2 separate regions of the Mus musculus genome follow, and region 2 is linked to region 1. A link is a contact called in public HiChIP or PLAC-seq data. All regions are on one chromosome and are shown on one strand. The core of a region is the stretch at or near the end of the contact, and the rest is flanking DNA. Distances in the headings are between cores, read along the strand shown.

Region 1 (2,700 bases), core at 94-2,593:
GACACTCGGGTTCAGGTTCTGCAGCCTCCTTGAGATTCCATGAACATCCTCCCCCTGTGTGGTCCAAAACCAGAGAGACTTTCTGGGCTCCTGAGAGGAGCGGCTGCACCTTTACCCAGCAACAACCCCAGTTCTGGGAATCAGACATTCCCAGGGACAATGGGAGGGTGGGGCAATAGGAGGGTGGATTTGAATAGTGGTTTTGTTGTAGACAGATGGGCAAAGATTTTGTATTAGGGTTCTCTAGAGTCACAGAACTTATGGAATGAATCTCATCTCACCCCCCCCCCATCTATATGAAATTTATTGGAATGATTTACAGGCTGCAGTCTAACGAAGCCAGCAATGACTAGCCATGAAGTCCAAGAATCTAGCAGTTTCTCAGTCCTGCGAGTCTGGGCATCTCATCTGGGCTTCTGTACTGGAAACCTGAAGAAATAGGCTCCAATGCCAATAAAGGAATGGATGTGCTAGTAAGGCAAGGGCAAGCAGTCAAAGAAAAACAAAACAAAACCAACCAACCAAACCAAAAAAAAAGTCCTTCTTCCATGACCTTATATAGGCTTCCAGCAGAAGGTGCAGCCCTTTCCGCCTCAGGATCTGGCTTAAAGGCATGTGTCTTCCTACCTCAGACCCAGATCACAGGTGAGCCCTCCACTTCTGGACTGTAGTTCATTCCAGAAATAGTCAAGTTGACAACCAAGAGCCATCTCAGTCGGTCAAACAAAAATCAAACTTGAGACAATGAGTTTCTAGTGCCCCAGGCAAATAGCCTCTTGGAGGCATAGCCGTTACAGCCAGTGAGTCAGCTGGGATGATGAGGAACTGATCTGACATCCACTCTCAGCTGACGCCTGCTGAGGGAGGGTCTGGCTCCTGGGGAGTCTGGATCTCCCCACCGGCTGTTTTCCCATTTGCCTGGGCCTCTACTACCACAAGGAAACCAGGATATGACTTCCCTTTGGCCTCTCTCTGTTAGTTACTTCCTTGGAAACTCTGCTGCCACCAAGCACAGGGTTCATCAGGGCAGCCACACTGCTCTGTGGGAGGTCACTCTGGGCAGGTGTACCAAATAATGTTTCTTGGCATCCGGACTTCTATGAGGAGTCATCGACCTCAGATCTAACATGACTCCCTCGAACAGAGGGAGAGAAAGGACAGAGCAAGGGAGGGGGATTATTGGCAGTTGGCTGAAATTTCTTCTGTTCATCTCATAGAAATCATGAAACAAAGTAACTAACGCTAGCTGCCCCGGGCAGTGAGAGTCATCAGCCCTCAGCCAGCAGGGTAAGCAGCTCTCCGGGCAGCGGGAGCAGCAGCCATGGCAACTGTATGGATCTCTCCACCAGTTTATAGCTCCAGGCCTCTCTTCCCACTGCTCTGTGCTGTCTGGCAGTTCACAGCCCTCAGTGCTGCCAGAGGCCGGCAGGGCTACTGCTCAGCCTTTTGAACAAGAGAGAGAAATGGCAAAGAGGTCCAATAACATCATCAGAAAGAGGTTTTCTAGGCTGTCTGCTATGGTGTAGAGCAGCGGTTCTCAATCTGGGGGTTTGTAGATCAGATATTTATGTTACAGTTTATACCAGTAGCAAAATTACAGTTATGAAGTAGCAGCAAAATAATTTTATGGTCGGGGTCAACCCAACCCGAGGAACTGTATTACAGAGTTGCAGCATTCGGAAGGTTGAGAACCACAGGCATAGAGGAAAACAGTCAGACGAAGACTGGACTGCTGATGCACAGCTCCCTGGCTCCCGACCGCAGGCTTTCTGCAGTCCTGCCGATCTGTGCATGCATCCCAGGGACACAGCTGCTTTGGCTGTCAGGGGTTGGGTGGGGCCATCTGAAGGACGGGAGAGGGGTGGAGCCACATGGGAGATCAGAAGCCCTTTTTAAAGATATTTATTTATTATAAATATACACCTTTAATCTCAGCATTTGGGAGGCAGAGACAGGTAGATCTCTGTGAGTTTGGTGCCAGATTGCAAGTTCCAGGACAGCCAGAGCCACATAACAGGGAAAGCCTGTCTCAAAAAACAAAACAAAACAAAACAAAACACTAGAAAGATAAAATAATATATATATGACTATAGAGACCAGAGGGAAACTTGCAGTAGTTGATTCTCTTTTCAATGTGAATGCCAGTAGTCAACCTCAGGTTTGTCAATCTTGGCAGCAAGTGTTTCTACCTGCTGAGCCATCTTGCAATTGTTTTATTTAAACAATCCTCCTGCCTCAGCCATTCAAGAAACTGAGATAATTACATGCCTGTACCACCACACCAGAACAGCGATGTGTGACGATTCCCAAACCGTGTCACTGTCTTGCTTAAAGTGCGTACTTGAGGCTGAGAGGACTCGGCTCATGGTCAGAGAACATTCTTTGCAAGCCTAGAGCTCTGGGTCAAAGCTGAGCTCTGGGAGAAAAGAAATGACATAGACGTGTGTGTCAACATCCTTCATGTAGACAACAGGTAAATTTTGGAACTTTTCATAAGCTCATCAGAATCTTTGCCCTTCTGCTCCCCCACCCCGGGCTCTAAGCACCCACCAGTCTCTCCCCCATTCTGCACGTGCCCATGTGTGCCTGTGATCGTTACATCCCATGACCAAGCAACTCAAGGAAGATGCAGTTTACTTCGGCTCACTTTCAAGGGGATGTGATCCATCACGACCCATGTGGTCCATGGCGGCAGGAACA
Region 2 (2,700 bases), core at 196-2,695, 270 kb before region 1:
AGATCACACGTTTCCACCACCTTGCCAGCTTGTCATGGTAAGCACTTTACTCCGTGCTATTTCCCAAGCCCCTGTCCTGGTTTCTGACAGGTCCTCCTTGGTTGGTCATTCTGCTCCAGGAAAGACCCACATGGTCCAGGCCTTTATCAGAACTAAACCAAGGCTGCACTGCTCTACCCAACACGGGCTGGGCATGTAGCAAGGGCCTGCCTAAGCTTTTGCAGACCCTTCTCTCCTCATCTGTGCAATGAAAGTAACAAGCAAGTACAATGTCCCGGCAGCTCCCCTCCCACAGCTCCCAGGGCTACCTAACAAACACCACTGCTTTACATTCTAAGTTCTAACAGCCTCTCCTGCTTTCTCTTCTAGCTCCTTCTTCAATAGATCCATCTGCAACAAATGTTGGGCTAATGCTTGCTGCGGAACCTGAGCATATGCCAGTTATGTTGAAAACCCACAGATCCTATTCATCCTTTCAAACCCTGGGCAGCCACTCTCCACCCCATCCTTTTCTGCCTGTCCCTCTTCCCTGAGTGGGTTCCTGGTACACACATTGATTCTTGTACTCCACTGCAATTAGAGCTTGACACCACTGTCTCCTACCAAACCAGATTCGACAGGGACTAGGCCTTTTGTCTTTGTTTTAAATCCCTGGTGCTTAGATACCGCCTGCAGACAAACAGTCACTCAGGAAAGTCTGGCTGACAGGTGGGTGAGTCTGTAAACAACATCTGCACAACCCTTAGCATCTCTGAAGCCTTTTCCTGTCTTCCCTCTCAGACCCTATCCCTACCCCCAGGCATGGCCTCAGAAAGCCTCAGGGGCCTTTTCTCTGGCCTGGAGCTGGGGTCTGTGAGGATCTTGCAGCAGAGATCAGCAAAAGCAGCTGGGACCCTCTTTCAGCAGGACATCAGCTGTTTCCTTAGCTAAGAGATCCTTCCTTCCCCACCAGCAGCTGGAGAGGCTAGCAGGTGCTCAGGTGGCCAACAAGTATGGCCCAGAAACTGGCTGGCCCAGCCATCCGCCCGGAGCCTCCAGGATTTGGTGGTTGAGTGCAGCTCTACCCGTGAGTCTTGGTAACAGTTGCTATGTAAAATGCTCGAAGGGGGAATTTACTGTCAGCGTTAATAATAGATGAAGGTTTCAGAATTTTTGATGCCTTACGTTCTAAGCCGTTTGATTTATAATGTCTCTGGAAAGAAAGAGATGAGGGCACAGTGAAGGAGGAGGCTTAGGAAGGAGTCAGGAGCTCATTCCTCTCCCAACGATGGCATCCATCAGAGGCCCTGGGAGGGAAAGCCCTGGGGCCATGCACCTCCAAGGACACTAAAACTTGAGGAAGCTTGCACCAGACCTCACACAATGTTGGACCATGAGAAGGGAATCTGAGTCCTGACCCCTCCTGCCGGCACCTGGGGTTGTTTTGGTGGATTGTTGCCTCTCTTCTGAGCACAAGCAGGTGTATCTCAAGTAGGCTCCGGAAGCAGCACTTAAGGGTGCCCACAGCAGGGGCCTTGCAGGGCTGATTACAGGCTCCATGGAGCCAACTTGCAAGTCCAACTTCCCCTGCTTAGCTACAAGTGGCAGAGGCTGCTGCTGGAGACATCTTCATGTTGGCCAGGGAGTCTGCTGCAAAAGGACTCTGCTTGAAGTCCCACTGCCTGGAAAAGCCTCAGAGACCAAGGGGTTACAGATGAGAGGAGCATGGGCAGGCCCTGCACTTCCTGACAGCAGCGGATAGGTCAAGGCTGAGGCACTGTAGCCAGGCTGCTTTGCTGGCAGACACCCAGTGCTATGCTGGCTTCAGGTGCTCTCACACCCTTCACACCTGCCTGTACAGGTGGGAACAGTTCCCACCTAGACTGAGCCTTCTCTGTGCCTGACAAGGCAGAGCTAGCCTAGGCCATGACCCACACTCCTCCAACTGTCCCCACCTGAAAAAACAGGCAGCACCTGGCCCTGCATCTCAGTCCAGAGCAATCTGCCCCAGGTTCCCTTGGTCCTCAGCAAGATGGGGACAGTCCTTTTGAGCCTAATGGACAGGGTGAATGGCACAATTTGTAGGACTGTTCTTCACTGGTGTACACATAATTCTCATAACTTCATCAGTGTCACAGCCTGAGCTGTTATAAAAAAGGAGAAGGGAAGATGATGGCCAGATGTATGCCACATGGTTTTGTACAAAACACTCCAGGGGCCAGCCATGCACAGAGGCCAGTGTACGACATGTACAACCACAGACTTCTTATCAGCGCGGCAGTCTGTCCACACACAGGTCTCCCCACCTTCCAACACCCAGCCCGGGTGTGGTGATTACCCGAAATCAAATGAAAAGTTGTGTACATGCACAAGCATATGTTTCTGCAGAAGATCAAGAACTTTTCTCCAATTTCCAAGTGTTCAAGAGTATCTCCAACTTAAATCTGGACCCAGAGCCCAGGAAAGATATGGTAAAGGGACCTGCTGGAGGCCGAAGACTCAAATGTGTCATTTTATTTTCCAAGTGGTTATTTTTATTCCAACCTGAGATGGGGTCTGGGGAGGTCGTTCAGTCAGCAAAGTTGTGAAAGCACGAAGACCAGAGTTAAATCTCCAGCATCCACAAGAGGAGCCAGGAGAGTTTATAGTCAGTCCTAGCTAGGACTGAAGAGGTGGAGACACAGTGCTGGCCCTACCCAATGAGGAGAGCCTGGTTCCCAG

What was found. HiChIP or PLAC-seq counts read pairs in DNA pulled down with a chosen protein or histone mark.
Region 2: an Esrrb HiChIP or PLAC-seq map of embryonic stem cells shows a contact between it and region 1, with 14 times the contacts expected there. The contact joins two enhancer-like sites.

Annotation. Positions count from the first base shown.
Region 1 is chr11:59,890,719-59,893,418 of GRCm38.p6, reverse strand. No RefSeq gene overlaps it. Among named protein-coding and RNA genes, the nearest start is that of 1810063I02Rik, 29 kb to the left of the region's middle. Within about 2 kb of position 1,343, at least 45 of the 459 cell types and tissues checked have an H3K27ac peak or open chromatin away from gene starts, as enhancers often do. A contact at or near this core is called in embryonic stem cells, where this site is marked.
Region 2 is chr11:60,159,711-60,162,410 of GRCm38.p6, reverse strand. The region is part of intron 2 of Rai1 (retinoic acid induced 1); the gene reads right to left. Among named protein-coding and RNA genes, the nearest start is that of Mir6921, 40 kb to the left of the region's middle. Within about 2 kb of position 1,445, at least 28 of the 459 cell types and tissues checked have an H3K27ac peak or open chromatin away from gene starts, as enhancers often do. A contact at or near this core is called in embryonic stem cells, where this site is marked.